2 separate regions of the Anas platyrhynchos genome follow, and region 1 is linked to region 2. Evidence: chromatin contacts called from public Hi-C data. All regions are on one chromosome and are shown on one strand. Each heading gives the region's core, a stretch centred on a gene start, on an enhancer-like site or on the middle of the called end of the contact. The rest is flanking DNA. Distances are from core to core; before and after follow the strand shown. Region 1 overlaps ELAPOR2 (endosome-lysosome associated apoptosis and autophagy regulator family member 2). Region 2 has its middle 11 kb from the start of DMTF1.

The links. A called contact is a pair of places that touch in the nucleus more often than the background predicts.
Region 1: a contact with region 2 is called in a Hi-C map of F5 follicle, with 4 times the contacts expected there. The contact joins two enhancer-like sites. A contact is called at or near these places in 6 of 8 Hi-C or Micro-C datasets (F1 follicle, F5 follicle, liver and 2 more).

The regions. Positions count from the first base shown.
Region 1 is chr1:7,929,681-7,932,745 of IASCAAS_PekinDuck_T2T, reverse strand. ELAPOR2 (endosome-lysosome associated apoptosis and autophagy regulator family member 2) reads right to left here. Exons shown (of 22, transcript XM_027460197.3): 5 at 1,939-2,025. Among named protein-coding and RNA genes, the nearest start is that of ELAPOR2, 70 kb to the right of the region's middle. Within about 2 kb of position 1,330, at least 3 of the 8 cell types and tissues checked have an H3K27ac peak or open chromatin away from gene starts, as enhancers often do.
Region 2 is chr1:7,838,388-7,841,592 of IASCAAS_PekinDuck_T2T, reverse strand. No RefSeq gene overlaps it. Among named protein-coding and RNA genes, the nearest start is that of DMTF1, 11 kb to the right of the region's middle. Within about 2 kb of position 1,287, at least 2 of the 8 cell types and tissues checked have an H3K27ac peak or open chromatin away from gene starts, as enhancers often do.

The sequences.
Region 1 (3,065 bases), core at 81-2,580, 91 kb before region 2:
TTCTATACAGGCAAAGCTTTAAAAATCAAGCTTTGCCTAACACTACAACTTCATGAACACTAAGCCAGCACAAACCATGGATGTCCCAGTCTGCAGTCCCATCCTTCCTGCTCATTACTGACCCTGAACAACAAAGGAGGCACAGGAAAGCACCGAGCTTCCAGCTGCTTTGACCTACTTGTCTTCACAATGTGGTTCAGCAGGCAGCTGCACAAGCCTGGGTGGTGGGTTGGTGGCACCATGGGCAGGACAAACAGAAGGAGGAAGGCAGGACTACTTTCAGTAGTGTGATGGTGCCTGCTGACTTCAACTCACCTATATTACTACAGCATCATTCTAGACACTAACAGCAGCAGGTTTACTGAGACCCTACTTGGCCTATAAAGCTGTACTGCATCCACTAGTACAAGATGCTCTCTGCCAACACAGCAATGCTGGCCTGAAGGTGCTCTATCTTTGTATAACTACCCTTACACAAGAATAGGGCTAAACTCTACCAGTATAAGGATCCAGGATATTGGAGTTTAAATCCATGCTGAGCAGCCCTGGCAGGGCTACAGTTTTTGTTCTTCTAGGATAAAGAGTCCGAAAACTCAGCAAAGTAGAGACACAGCACATATTGCCTCCGCTTCCCAGACAACTACAATCCAGAGAAGCACTGGGAGCTGGGTTACTGCAGGCAACAGCAGAAGTGGGACCACATTGATTCAAACTACGCTATTGTTCATGGTGTAGAGATACCCAACATTAGCTGTGGTGCAGCGGGACTAGCATGCTGAAAGCAGAGCTGCAGCAACTGGAATGCTGGGGCCAGAGAAGCTGGCATGACTACATTTGCAGAACAGATAAAAGCCTCAAGGAGATCCAGAACAGCCATCTCACCTGGCTCACATTTACATTTCAGCCAGGCATGCAAGCAGCCTTCCTATCAGTGGACTTGCACTTGCACATCCCGAACGAGGAGCTCATATGGCACCATATCCTGTGCAGATGCAGTCTACTTCTTTTTGTTCACCCAAGTCAATGGCCTGGCCTCAGATCCACCTCTCAGTCCATGCCAGTCACCCCTTCTGACACAGCTTTCCTGCCTCCCAACGTGATTCAGGCAGGGTTTGCACCTGAGCTATCAGGCACTGCCAACCGGAGCTGGCTCGGGAACACAGCTTGTCCTCCAGGAAGATAAGCAGACAATGGAAAACAGAGAGCAGGCTGCTCTCTATGCCAATAAAAACCTTTTTATTCTGGCGTAATGTCATCTACGCTGGGCCTTTGCTGGCATGGCTCTGGGAATTAGGGTATGATGGCCTAGTGGAAAACAGGCGTCAGCATGAGCTAATGAGTCTACACGTGGTCTGCGCAGAGAACAAGCTCAGCTGGCTGGGCTATCAGCCAGGGAAAGAGCTGCTGCTCCCAACGTGGACACACTTATGTTTGCCACAGGAGCCACCCTGGTGCTGCCAGCTTGCTTTTTAACAGAATAAGTTCAAAAGCACAAGTTGGGTGCATGCACTTGGGAATAAAACGCCAGTCCCGCCTGCCTGCACATCACACACGTGCCCACCACTCGCAGCCTTGGCTGAGTGACAAGGAATAATCTCATGGCCTCACAAGCAAACAACTGTTGTAGAAGATTGCAATTACAGTCATGCCGAGTGATTGTGGAATGTGGATTTGCATCAATCTGTTTAGCCTCTTAAAGCACTCAATTCAAGGAAATCGATAGAAAGTTTTTCATCTCTATCATCTGCTTCGGGATCAGCCCCCTAGAGATCTTGGTGATTTTTCCCATAGTACCAGCAAGCTGTGCTTCTTCACATGCATTCACAGGATCTGATCCTTGTTTGTTCAGAGGAAGTCACAGACATTTATAAATGAAAAAACAAACAAACAAACAAACAAAAACACCACACTTGATGAAGTAATTCTTTGCACACTTACAGAATGAGAGCCCCATTCCCCATTGTCTGTCAGCTTCACCCACTTGTCTGCCGTGGACTCCATCTCTTTGCACTGGTCATTTTGTATCTGTTAGTTAAAACACAAGATGGTGATCACAATCAGATGCCTCTCTCTGTCAGCATAATGACTGCTGGCAGGGAATGATAAAATTCAGCTTTGTTCCTGTTGTCTACATATTTAGGACATCAGCTGCCTTATTGGGGTGGGGGGGGGAACTTTCAAAACCTGCTGGAAGCTTACAGTGCCTCTGATAACAGCAACCCTGATGCAGATGAAAAAAAGAGCAGGAGGAGCAGATCTCAGCCTTGTTCTCTCACTGTCTGGTTAGATTTGGATGCTGAGCATCTTGTTGTGGCTGCTTCCTCCTTCTCCCAAGCTCACAAGAGCCAGTTCTTAAACCTAGAGGTCCTAAGCCCCTATATCAGGGGAGAGTTAGGAGAGGACAGCCGAAGGCTAGATGACAAGCTGCTTTCTCCAACATGCTTTCTGGTGCAGCCAATATATACACTGTCTGTTTGGCTCCCTGCCTGCTGACCTCAGAGATGAGAGTGATGTTCTCCAGAGAGAGGGCACATGCCATGGGGTCTGTCCTGGCAGAGGTACAAGGCCAGCTGTCCCTTGGTCAGGCCCAGTGCAGCCCTACTGCTTCTCCTTACAGCAGCGTAAGACACTTGGCCTCAGAGCTTTCCACTCTTCTCATCGCTGTCTTCTCTGAAGATATAGTACCAAGTCCCTTTGATGTATGAGTTCAATTACTCAGCCTTTATTCCAACAGGGAGAGAGGCCATTTCAAAGCTTTGCGCTACAATTTAGAACACCTGGGGTCAAGTCTCTTCCTCAAACTTGCTCAACATCCCACCTGAAATAAGTCATATAACCCCACATCTTCCAGATCAGCTGCACACTTAATTCACACCTAATCCACTGCTACTGAAATGCCACTGTCCAAAGTTTCACAGAAACATAGAACAGTTTGGGTTGGAAGGGACCTTAGAGATCATCTAGTTCCAAACCTACTCTCCCCAACAACAGCTACTCTAGTCAACCTGTGCCAGGGCCTTAACACCCTCTGAGTAAAGAACCTCTTCCTTATATCCAATCTAAAT
Region 2 (3,205 bases), core at 38-2,537:
CCATGCTAGAAGGCAACATTAAAGAAGGAGTTCAAATTCAAGAAACAAATTAATACAGATGTTTGCCAGTGAGGTATTTTGGGGCTATTGCATCAATGTTAATCAAACTTCACAGCATTTGGGGACAATAGATAATGTCATTCTTACCTCAGAAGTGGAAAACTTGCCAAACTCACAATAGAGGAGAGATAAAGAGGTGGTAAAATGCATTAGCCTATAACTGTGCTTGGACCAGAGTTTAAAATTTGCCTTTAGGTGGAACTGAACTGTGCTATAAAACCCTGTCGTGAAACCGTGAATGTCTGTATAGGAGCCTAAACTGGGACGTGTCACACCATGAGAACAGCTGTGTTCTCATGGTGTGGATGTGGGGATGCTCAAGAGACAAATCTATTTTAAACTCAGAATTTTCCTTATCAGAGAAAGACTTTGAGTATTGATAACAATATTTTAATGATATTGCTTATGTCTATGAATATTTTACTGAAAACCAGAAATTTTTGTTTCAGAACTTCTTTAGTCTGTGATCAAATCCCCCCCCAAGAATGTCACTAGTAATTGCTTTATCACCTTTAATTTCATTTTATTTTGAGAAAAGCCTCATTTTTGGAAAAGGCTGAATTGATAACTGAGTAGTGCTTATTCTTGACCAGGATGAGTGACCCTACCCCTATACCTCACCTCTTTCCATATGTCCATATGTGGGGATTTCTTCCATCCAGCCGTGGGTTATAATGCATTCACATAAAGCTGTTCAAATTGAAAGGTAATAATTATTTGCCATGAGAAAATGGAAACCAGAGAAAGTTCTAAGGAAATCCATCTCTCATATATGCTGCTGGCTGTTACCGTCATTTTGAATTGGTTTTGCATTATTTTTGTCTCTTTGTGATAAATATGTTAATCTGGACTCACCTATTCCTCATGGCCAGAACACAAAACAGACATTTTGTTGTTGTTGCTGTTAATTTACCAAGAAGTTAATTCTCTCTGACATTTTTTGAGAATAAGCAATGTAATGAAGTTCTACAGAAAATTTCTGGGAAAGCGCATCATGCTTTTGTCACTTCTTCAGTGCTATTTTCACATCTCTCCCAGCTCTTCACGCACATAATGAAGCTATTACGCACCATGAGGATAAAGAATAGCTGCACAGAAATGACTGAATTTAGCTGGCAGGCTCCCTGAAGGTCACAGAGCTGGGGAATCTGCACAGTTTCGCACAGTACTCGGGCACAGAACTTATCCTGATGAACCTAGACAGGAGTCACATCCAAATTCCCTGATCTGGATGCTACCAAGTCTGGGTGAAGGCTGGATGTAGATAAAGTCTCCACAAGTGGCCTTTTCTGCCTCTCAGCCTTGACCTCAGCTACAGGCAGTGCTCAGTTTAGGAAACATTCAGAGCTGAGTGGAGAGAACTTTGGAAACACGCACCTGAAACCTGATTTTTAATGTTGGAGTCTGATGTTTTTCCTGCAAATGAACAATGTCCTAAAGCCAAGGCAATTCCATCAGCCTGAAAAAGCAGGATAAAACAGGCTGGATCCTCCCTAACATCAATTAGAAGGGCTTCTATGGCTGAATCATCATTACAAAGGGAAAGGCAGGGGAAAAAGGCAAGACCTGGTGTGCATCAGACCTGGAAATCAGACCGGCCTGGTTCACAGATGCTGCTACAGCAGGCTGCAGGCAGCTCTGGGATTAAAGGCACAGCATAAAAAGGCAAAAGAGGTAGAAAAAAACAAAATAACAAATTAAGGCACCAATTTCAGCCACTTCTCTGCACATATATCAGCAATATTTATTTGTTCTTTTATTGAATAAAAACCTTGAGTCCTTACTGTACAATGTCTTGGCTTTGTTTCCATATTTCCCTTTTACTCCTCACAGCTACATGTGATGTCCAATGCACACTACAGCAATACCTGAATTATTGAAAGCTGTCAACTCAAGAGGGCTGAGATGCTTTAAAATACCTGAAAAGGCTGATGTGACATCTGACATCTTTTCAGCCATGCATTTGGTTTGGGTATTTTTCTAGGTGTTTTCATATGCGTAACCAGAACTGACTTTTTTTTTTCTTAAAGCATTAGGAGTTGCTAGGCTTCCTGATCACAGGGCTGTTTGCCATAGCTGTCCAAGACATAATGAATGATATTCCTCAGTGATCTGCAAAGAAAAGTCTGAAATGGATTTGACGTAATTGTGGAAGGACCTGAAATTCAACCTCTTTAAATTCTACAAAATACTCCCTTGATTTCAATGGGTCTGAAGAGGGTCCTAAATACTCAAATATTACCTAAAAAAAAAAAGTATGGCACTGACTCCCAAAGTGTATGTTCCTCATGTAAATTCACAGAACCTGTCAACCTGTCATGCTTGAAGTTCAGAATATATTTACGTATTTACATGCTGTGAATCCGGAGAGTTGATATTTTCAATTTCCCAGCAGGACTGTGCCGAAAAAAGTGAAGCCCCTGCAGGTGTTGAGTGCATGTGTTTCCTTCATATGGATGGTCACGTTGTGGTAGAGGTAAGAATAGGAAAGAAGTGGATCTCAAGACTGCAATCTTAACATTGACAACTTTCAGCTTTCTTTCCAAACTATCTGATTGATGACAGAACGTTTTAATTGGCTTACTGTTCATTTGAGGGAAAAAATGCTATTTTTTATTCCTTTTTCTTCTTGTCACTCCTGCTGCAGAGATGCCTTTCTTTCTCGAGCAGAGATTTTTCTGATCCCTGCTAACATGCCTCACCAGCTGCAGAGACAAAAAAGAATTTCTTACTCGGATAACTCAAAATCACCTGTTAGAGGCAGGCCAGATGTCCTTTCACTGCTCATTAGACTGATGGCTAAAACTGTTTTTTTAATGATATAATGACTCATTGTCTGCTGGTAGCTTTGCCTTGGCATCAGTGTTCGAAGTTTTTTTTTGTAAATTTCAGGAAAAAATAATGGATTTAATGAAAGGAGCTGGAAATACAGGGGCAGATTTTGCTGCTAGCTGAAATATCCCCTCCAAATCCCTTGCTATCACCGAATCACCTCTGCCATCACCTGCACCTCCTTCCCCTGCATCCCTCTCCATCTAGATGATGAGTTGCACTGAAAGGTGCCCTGCCAGCAGCCACAGGCTTGCCTTTGGGCAGCATGCTCAGGCTGGCAAGCCATACTCCATCCATAGCATATATTCTTCCC